2 separate regions of the Mus musculus genome follow, and region 2 is linked to region 1. Evidence: chromatin contacts called from public HiChIP or PLAC-seq data. All regions are on one chromosome and are shown on one strand. Each heading gives the region's core, a stretch centred on a gene start, on an enhancer-like site or on the middle of the called end of the contact. The rest is flanking DNA. Distances are from core to core; before and after follow the strand shown. Region 1 overlaps Hip1 (huntingtin interacting protein 1). Region 2 has its middle 4.4 kb from the start of Gm22450.

The links. HiChIP or PLAC-seq counts read pairs in DNA pulled down with a chosen protein or histone mark.
Region 2: a contact with region 1 is called in an HNF4G HiChIP or PLAC-seq map of pancreatic cancer cells. The contact joins two enhancer-like sites. A contact is called at or near these places in 1 of 39 promoter capture datasets (the HPC-7 cell line), 3 of 115 datasets of contacts at active chromatin or transcription factors (the NIH/3T3 cell line, bone marrow-derived macrophages and pancreatic cancer cells) and 1 of 9 other capture datasets (embryonic stem cells).

What each region holds. Positions count from the first base shown.
Region 1 is chr5:135,520,793-135,525,166 of GRCm38.p6, reverse strand. The region is part of intron 1 of Hip1 (huntingtin interacting protein 1); the gene reads left to right. Among named protein-coding and RNA genes, the nearest start is that of Gm52790, 13 kb to the left of the region's middle. Within about 2 kb of position 2,581, at least 71 of the 459 cell types and tissues checked have an H3K27ac peak or open chromatin away from gene starts, as enhancers often do. A contact at or near this core is called in the NIH/3T3 cell line and pancreatic cancer cells, where this site is marked.
Region 2 is chr5:135,877,838-135,882,211 of GRCm38.p6, reverse strand. No RefSeq gene overlaps it. Among named protein-coding and RNA genes, the nearest start is that of Gm22450, 4.4 kb to the right of the region's middle. Within about 2 kb of position 2,566, at least 146 of the 459 cell types and tissues checked have an H3K27ac peak or open chromatin away from gene starts, as enhancers often do. A contact at or near this core is called in the NIH/3T3 cell line and pancreatic cancer cells, where this site is marked.

The sequences.
Region 1 (4,374 bases), core at 1,332-3,831:
GTCTGTCACCAGCCCAGGGCTTGAAGTTTAGATTTCTGTTTCCAGGCAATCATGTCTTGATCGCTCCTACTGTCTCTGTTTAAAAATACCTCAGGAGCTGGGCATGGGTGTGAGCGCATGCCTGCCATCCCAGCACTCATGATGCAGGAGGATCACAAATCCAAGGCTAGCCTGGGCTACATGGACTACTCCATCTCAAACAAAAGGTCTAAGCATAAGACCCCCACTCCTGTCTTGGAATGTGGTGAGCCAGGCATCCTCCCTGTCAACCTCAGGGGAGCCATGCTGTGGGTGACTCCAGGCAACACATGGGGAGAGCTCGCCTTGAATAATCCCTTTGCCAACCTCTCTCCCCTTCTGTCTCCCTCTTCCTTCCCCCCTCTATCCCATTCTCAAGAGCAAGTGGTGAGGGACAGGGCCCTGGACTCTTTCTGGGGGAAAAGGAAACTGCCAAGTGTAGAAAGCAGGGAACAACCAGTCCATGCCTAAGAGAGAGAGAGAGAGAGAGAGAGAGAGAGAGAGAGAGAGAGAGAGAGAGGAAGAGACAGAGACAGAGACAGAGAGTTCAGCCCTGAAATACCACTCATGCATGGAAGCCTGAGCCCCCCTCCTGGCAGACAGCCCCCACCTGCTCTTTCCCCTCTTCTCTTCATTTTGGGCTACTGGGCAGACAGAATGACCATAAGAAAGTCTGACCTTTTTGGGCTAATGTTGTTTTTGTATCTCAAGTGTTCTTCTAAACTAAAAATAGAACTCTCAGAGAGGGGGAGTTTTAAACCTCTTTGGGGGCTGAATTTATGTCTCCGTTGGGACAAAAATAAAAACAAGCACCTTTTTCTGTACCAAGTGCTGACATAGTGAACATTCTTGTCTCTGTGTTTGTAGCGTATATTTCACCATCTTTCCCTCTGTGGTAATCAAGAGACTGGCATATGTTACTTTTCTCACAACTGTGAGAAAATGCCTGGCAAAAGCAACCTCAGAAGGGAAGGGTTTGCTGGATGGGGTGGCACACACTTTTAATCCTGGCACTAACAGGGTTAGAGGCAGGCAGATCTTTGTGAGTTCAAGTCCATAGCAAGCTCTAGCATAGCCAGGGCTACTAATAGAGAGACCCTGTTTCCAAGAAAAGGAAGAAGAGGAAGAAAGAAAGAAAAAGGAAGGAAGAAAAGAAGTGTTTGTTTCGACTCACAGTTCCTCGGTACAGCACCCTAGGGTGGGGAGAACATGGCGGAGCGTGAGATGGCTGGTCACATGGCAACCACGGTCAGGAAGCTCAGGAAGCAGAGAGGAGAGAGAGAGATGGCTGCTGGAGTTCAGCCTGCCTTCTATTTATTTAGTAAAGGCCTCCAGCCTAGGGAATGGTGGCGCCCACATTAGGGTGGGTCTTGCCATTTCATTTACCCCATTTGAAGAGTTCCTCACAGCTGTGCCTGAAGGTTTGTCCCTTGGATGATTCTTGAGCCTGTCAAGGGGACAACAACATAAACCACCACAGCATACAAACAGCTGTAGCTTTTGTCTCGCTTTGTTTTGTTTTTTTTAAAGAGACAAGTTCACACACACTTTGTTTTTTTTTCAGAGTTTCACTGTGTAGCCCTGGCTGTCCTGGAACTCACTCTGTAGACCAGGCTGGTACTGAACTCAGAGATCCTCCTGTCTCTGCTTCCCAAATGTTGGGATAAAAGGCATGCGCCACCACTGCCTGGCAAGTTCTCACACTCTTAATATTCATTGGCTTGAAACTCACTGTTCTAACCCAGACTGACATCATATTCACAGTGATCCCGTCTCAGCTTCCTGAGTGCTAGGATTATAAGTGTGTACAACATGGCTACAAAAAATGTAATGATGATTATTGGTATTTTAGAAAATTATTCAAGAAAAAGCTCAAACATAACCACAATAACAACCTTCCTCCCCCCCCCCCAAATGCCCAAAACAACAACAAACACCTTTCCATGCTGGGGCAGCAAGATGGAGGTAGATAGGGCACCTGCCTAGAATCCCCCAGGGAGGGGCTGGGGGCGTGGCTCAGTGGTAGAGCCCCTGCCTAGAATCCCCCAGGGAGGGACTGAGGGTGTGGGTCAGCAGTACAGCACTTGTCCAGTGTATGTGTCCTTGATTTCATCCCCAGCCTGGTAAATCATCCCAAAATGGCAATTTTTCTCATTCCCTAGGTGAGGCAGCAGCTATTGTCTTTCTTTAGGGCTGGAATATTCATGTCCCCAATGAGGGATAATCTAGGGTTCTCTTTGCCAAGGTGCCTGTAATCCCGTAAGCCCTTCTGGTTGGTTTTGCTGTTGTCTTTCCCCTGTGGCTACGTTCTTGGTACCATGTTCTGATCACCATGTCAATCAATCAGCGGATAACATTTTTAGGGCTTGCTGTGCCAGGCGCGGAATGAGTTGCTCCACTCAGGGAGGCTGTCTGGTCCCTTGAGGGTGGGACCTGTCATCTTGTTGTCTTCTTTGCTTGTGCTACTGAGATCCACTGAAGTTGGAATGAGTGAGGTCTTTGGAATGTCAGCATGCCCTCCCCGGCGCTCACTATTGAGCCAGATAGGTCTGCAGAGCCAGACGCTGGAGCCGGGGATGAATCACACTTGATTGCAGAGTTCAAGTTACTTTTGGAGCAGAGGAGGCTGGGATGTGAATGATGAAATGATAAATAGGGGCTGAGTGGCTGAGTGGTCAAGGCTCAGCCTTCTGTAACCACAACATCAAGGGATGCCTAAAAATAGTAGAAAGAGCCCAGGGAGGCGGGATTAATCATCTCCAGCTACTTGTGAGAGTACTTGGAACTGTACAGTGCCTCTCAGCTTCAGAGAAGTCACAGGGAGCCAGCAGCAGTGACAGGTGGGATTGGAAGGACCAGGCTCGAGCTAAAGAGAAGCTGGGGAAGTGACCATGCCACTGCAAAAGTCCCAGACGGCGTTGTGTCCTGGGGGCTGGAATGTTTTGTGGGTTTGTTTTGTTTGACTCACGCACTGGGCTTTTTATTTATTTATTTTTAAATTTTGTTTTGTTTTGTTTTAAACTAGAGCTTAAATGGCTTTGTATGGAGAACTCAGCTATATCCCTCGCCCTGGTCCTTGCCCTCCCATTTGACGCTGACCTTTTGTGCATTGAATGACAGAATCCAGACCTTGTTGTGTGAAATGAAACCCCAGAATGCATGGGGAAAAAAAGTGAGACTTAATGAGCGAGTTCACTGTAAGGAATACAAGAGGTGGGAACTAGGTGTGTGAAGGTCAGAAATACGGATGTAGATGAAGATGCAGTGTTGGCCATCTTGAAAGTGTACCAGGAAGGGTAGAGTGTGGTGTGATGCGCCGCAATTGTTATCCCAGAACTTAAGAGCCTGAGCTCCATCTCCAGGTCCCACAGAAGAAGGAAAGAATCAGCTCCTGCAAGTTTTACACACACACACACACACACACACACACACACACGCGCGCGCACGCGCACGCGCACACGCACAGGCGCACACGCACACACACACGCACACGCACACACACGCACACACACGCGCACGCGCACGCGCACACGCACAGGCGCACAGGCGCACAGGCGCACACGCACACGCACACGCACACGCACACACACACACACACACACATTTATGTGAAGACAATTATAAACCAGATGGTGGTGTTGCACACCTTTAGTTCCATCTCTTGAGAGGCAGAATGTTTGAGGCCAGCCTGGTCTATAGAATGGGTTCCAGGACAGCCAGGGGTACACGGAGAAAACTTGTCTTAAAAAAACAAAACAGGAAGAAAAGAAAAGAGAAGAGAAGAGAAGAGAAGAGAAGAGAAGAGAAGAGAAGAGAAAAGAGAAGAAAAGAAGAGAGAAGAAAAGAACACTATAAACCCCTTCTTTAAGATAGAGTCTCACACAGCTCAGGCTAGCCTTGAACTCACTATGGAACTGAAGCTAACCTAGTCCTCTTGATGCCCCATTTCAATCCCCCAGTGCTAGGATGACACGAATGTGTCTCTACAATCTAGCTAAAACTTTCTGAAAATGATTTCAGCATGGAGGTCCATGCTGTGCTAAACACCAGAGTGGTGTTTGGTTTGGTTTGGTTTGGTTTGGTTTGGTTTGGTTTGGTTTGGTTTGGTTTTTTGAGATAGGCTACAGCTAGATGTAGCCCTGGCTGTCCTGGAACTCACTCTGTAGACCAGGCTGACCTTGAACTCAGAAATCTGCCTGCCTGCTTCTGCCTCCCAAGTGCTGGGATTAAAGGCCTGTGCCACCACTGCCCGGCCAAAGTGTTTGTTTGTGGGAGAGAAAGGTTGGGTGGGCAGGGGCAGGGGAACATGCAGAGAAGGGAGATGTATAACAAATGTGTCCTTGACATGGTGGCAGA
Region 2 (4,374 bases), core at 1,317-3,816, 360 kb before region 1:
ACTGGTTGGCTTCTGCCTCCTGAGTGCTGGGGTTGAAGGTCTGTGCCCCATGGTGGGCCTTTCCACCTTGGCTTTGAGTCGTTTCTCCTTCCTGACTGCCTATACTTTTCATTTCTCTGTAGGAGTCTGGGAATACAGAGCACACCATACATCTGGCTTTAAATTTTTTTTTATTTTATATTCACTGGTGTTTTGTGTGCATGAATGTCTGTGTGAGGGTGTTGGATCCCCTGGAACTAGAGTGACAGACAGTTGTGAGCCTCCATGTGGGTGCTGGGAATTGAATCTGGGTCATCTGGAGGAGTAGCCTGTGCTCTTAACAGCTGATGGTCTCCCCACTCCTCTGTTTTCCTTTTTGAGACTGCGTCTCCTTACCTAGCCCAGGCTAGCCTGGACTTCACTGTGTACCGTCGGCTGGTGTCTAACGTGGTAACCTCTCTGCCTCAGCCTCCCCACTGCTGGGCTGACTAGTGTTCATCCAAAGTTCATCCAAAGACTTGCAGCTCTTTCTCAGCAGGACCGGCTTTATGACCAACCTGCCCCATCACAGGGGCGGGGCCCTGGTAGCTTTCTCAAGTCTGAGATGAGAAGCAGGTTGGGGAGAAACTGGGTTTTGGGGTCAGACAGGCAGGGCTGAGTTTGAAACTTGGTACTGGTCTGATAGCCTCTTAAACCTACATTTCATGATTTGAAAACCAGGGCTAATTCATCTGCCTATTAAATAATTCTTTTAAGTACATTTATTTGTGTCTGTGGTAAGGGGCACATATGTCATGGCCCATGTTTGGATGCCATGAGACTGCTCACCAGAGGCAGTCTCTCCTCTGATCATGTGGGTTCCTGGGATTGAACTCCGGTCATCCCAGGGAGAGCCTCTACCCAGTGGCTCTCATTTACTTAACTGACATCATTGTGCCGGGTCCCAAATGTCATGAAGTATGTCTGGTGAGCTGGCGTCTCTCTCAGTGGCCTTCAAGTTTTTATTTTCATTTTGTTCTGCTTGTTTGAGACAGGGTCTTGCTATGTGACACTAATTGACCTGGAACTCACTGTGTAGACTAGGTTGGTTTTGAACTTGTGACGTCTTGCTGCCTCTACCTTTCAAGTGTGTGCCACCATACCCAGTTTGTGTTCTTTCATTTTGGACATTGTGGCTCGTGTGTGTGTGTGTGTGTGTGTGTGTGTGAGTGTGTGTGTGTGTGTGAGTGTGTATGTGTGTGTGTGTATGTGTGTGTGTGAGTGTGTGTGTGTGTGTGAGTGTGTGTGTGTGTGAGTGTGTGTGTGTGTGTGTGTGTGTGTGTGTGTGTGTGTGGCTGGAGACACGGGGATGCTGTTCTCCCTGCTCTGCAGGCCGATGCAGATGGGTTGAAAGCAAAGGTCTGCCTGGGCTACAGAATGAGATTATATCCCAAAATAAAAAGCAAGAAAAGGAGGCTGAGGAGACAGCTCAGTGGTTATCTCTGCAGCTATGAGCACTTGTTGCAATTCCAGAGGACCGGGGTTCGAATCCCAGCCCCTGATTCTAGCTCTAAGAGATTCAAGTCCTCTTCTAGATTTACATACATGTGTGCACAGACATGGAGGCAGGTAAAAAAAAACACCCATATACATAAAAATAAGAAAAAAAGAGTCAAAAGATGGCATGGGGTATGGCTCAGTGGTAGAACTCCTCTGCATTATCATGGAGTCTGGGTTCAATTCCCAGCACTGAAGAAAAAAAAAAAAAAAAAAAAGAGGATGGGAGACACAGAGGGAAGAAAGGGAGGGTAGAAGAGAGAGAAGAGAAAGGTATAGGAGGAGCATGGTCCAAGCCTTCAGTTGAGAGCCAGAAGCAGGCAGATCTGAGTCTGAGATTAACCTGCTCTACATAATGAGTTCAAGGCCAAGCAGAGATATATGGAGGAGCTGGGGTGGGCAGGAAGGGTAGAGGGGTGGGAGGGGGAAGAGACAGGAGCAACTTTATCATCTAGAGATTTCCCTGAACTCTGTGGCTGACAGGCCATAGCCCCACTTCTGCGGAGTCTGGGGTTTCCTCCATGGAAGAGCCCCTCCTCTTGTCTGTAACCTCAACGTCTGGAGTGCTCTGAGAAGTGACTCCCTCCTCCCTTTTCGAAAGTGCCTGAGTTTTTGGCCATGCCAGCCACACCCTTGACAGGCCTCTGCCAGCTGCACCCCAGCCAGCCCCTCCCTTTCTGGCTCAGCCTCAGAGAACACTCTGGAGTCTTCCGGGAGCTGCTAGGCAGAGAGGCCCGACAGCTGATGGATTGTACCAGTCACCGGCTTTACTGGGTACCAGAAATAAGCATAGTCATCGGTATAGCACACTCGACGTGGGGGTGTCTGGGGTCTCTCCCAGAACATCTCAATGTGTCTCCCTGGGAGTCTGATTTCCCCACTGGCATGAAGCTTGCCTACCCCCATCATTACTGAAGGGGATCAACAAGGGGCCAGGTGACAGGGCTAGGGAGCCATTCTCCATCCCCAACTGTTCTTGGCCGTAGAGCCGAGAGAATCTGTCTAGCTAGGGAGTCTGGGGACCTGAGTGCTTTTGACCTTGGCCAGAGGCCAGCAAATGTGACTCATTTTCTTCATCTGCACAATGAGACCATTGGACTGGATGTTCTGGAAGTCTCCAGGGCTGTGAATCAAGTTTCTCCTCTGCTATTGCCTCCCCCGCCCCCTGTGCCGTCTGCGACTTCTTGCTCTGTAAAGGCTAAAGGGCTGCAGTGTGCACACAGGCATTGCTTGACCAAACTTAGACTTTCCCTAGGCCCTTCTAACACTCCCTTGTCAAATTCAGTTGTAGCAAAACCATGCTAAGTGCGTTCTGTGTGGACTGTTAAAATGGCTTAGTAGGTAAAGACACTTGCCACTAAGCCTGGTGAGTCCTGGGGCTCACAGAGTGAAAGGAGAGAGCAGAAAAGTTGTTTTCTGACTTTCATATGTGTGTCATAGTATGTGCGGTAGACCCACACACTCGCGCATGTGCACCCAAATAAATATATATTAGAAAAAGGAGCTAGAATCCTTCTAGCTTGGTTTAGCTCAAATCCGCTTCATCGACACCCACACACATAAAAATCAACTGTAGGGGCTGGAGAGATGGCTCAGCGGTTAAGAGCAGTGACTGCTCTTCCAGAGGTCCTGAGTTCAAATCCCAGCAACCACATGGTGTCTCACAACCATCTATAATGAGATCTGATGCCCTCTTCTGGTGTGTACTTACATATAATAAATAAATAAATAAATAAATAAATAAATATTTTTAAAAATCAATTGTGGAGATTTTGAGTGCTCTACTTGCCTCTGCCTCCTGAGTGCTGGGACTAAAGCCACAACTGCCCAGCTGAATACATGTTTTAATGACAGACGCAGGCTTGGGAGGTGTGGAGTCCACTTCTGGGAGTACCCCAGAGAGGCAAGGACTAGGGATAGCAGTGGACTCAACCTGATTTATGTGTTACATTGGCTTGGGGGCTTTCATTGTAGACACTGATTAAAGACACAGGGACCTGGGGAGAGAGCTTCGTCCTGCAAATATGAAGACCCGAGTTCCATTCCTAGTACCTATTCGAAAAGAAACCAGATAGGACGATGTATGCTTGTAATGCCAGTGGTAGGAAGATGGAGACAGAAGAGTTAATTCCTGGGCCTTGTAGGCCAGCCACCCTAGGCTCTGGGCCAGTGAGACTGCCTCTCAACAAAAACAAAGAGGGTGTCACCTGAGGAACAACACCCATGTCTTCTAGTCTCCACAGGCACACAGATGTGCACTTCCACATACACATAATTTACAACCTCTTCTAACACACACACACACACACACACACACACACACACACACACACACGGCCGGGGGGCTGTTCTCTAGTTGTGTGTTGGGATAGAAACCATTGGGGTGCTTCATGTGAGTCCCATCAGATAAAGGCTGACCAATATAAGAGTGAGTAGCTAAATCCCCAATCCGGAAGAGCTAGTTCCAGGGTCTAGAGCCAGGAGTGCCAAACCCGGGCATCCTGGGGAAGGACGGCCCCGCCCATTCTCCAGGCAACGGTGGGCAGGGATCCATACTTCCTGTTTTCGCGTGGTGAACCCGGTCGTGTTTTCCTGGTCCCGCAAGGAATAGAGCAGAGGGCAGACTGGGCCTGAATCCCCCGGAGTTTTTCTTATCTTGCATAGCCAAGGAAGCTCAGAGGGCTGGGAGCCTCCCGCGGAAGGTATCCCCTAAGCCACCTTTCCACCACTCTGTCTCCCTCTAGTGTCTGCTCACTGCCAACAACCTTATCATTGATTCAGGGCGTCTGGAATTGCTGGGGAGGGGGGCGGGGATTGTTTGTTTTGTTTTTTTCTTTCTTTCGTTTACGCATTCAATAA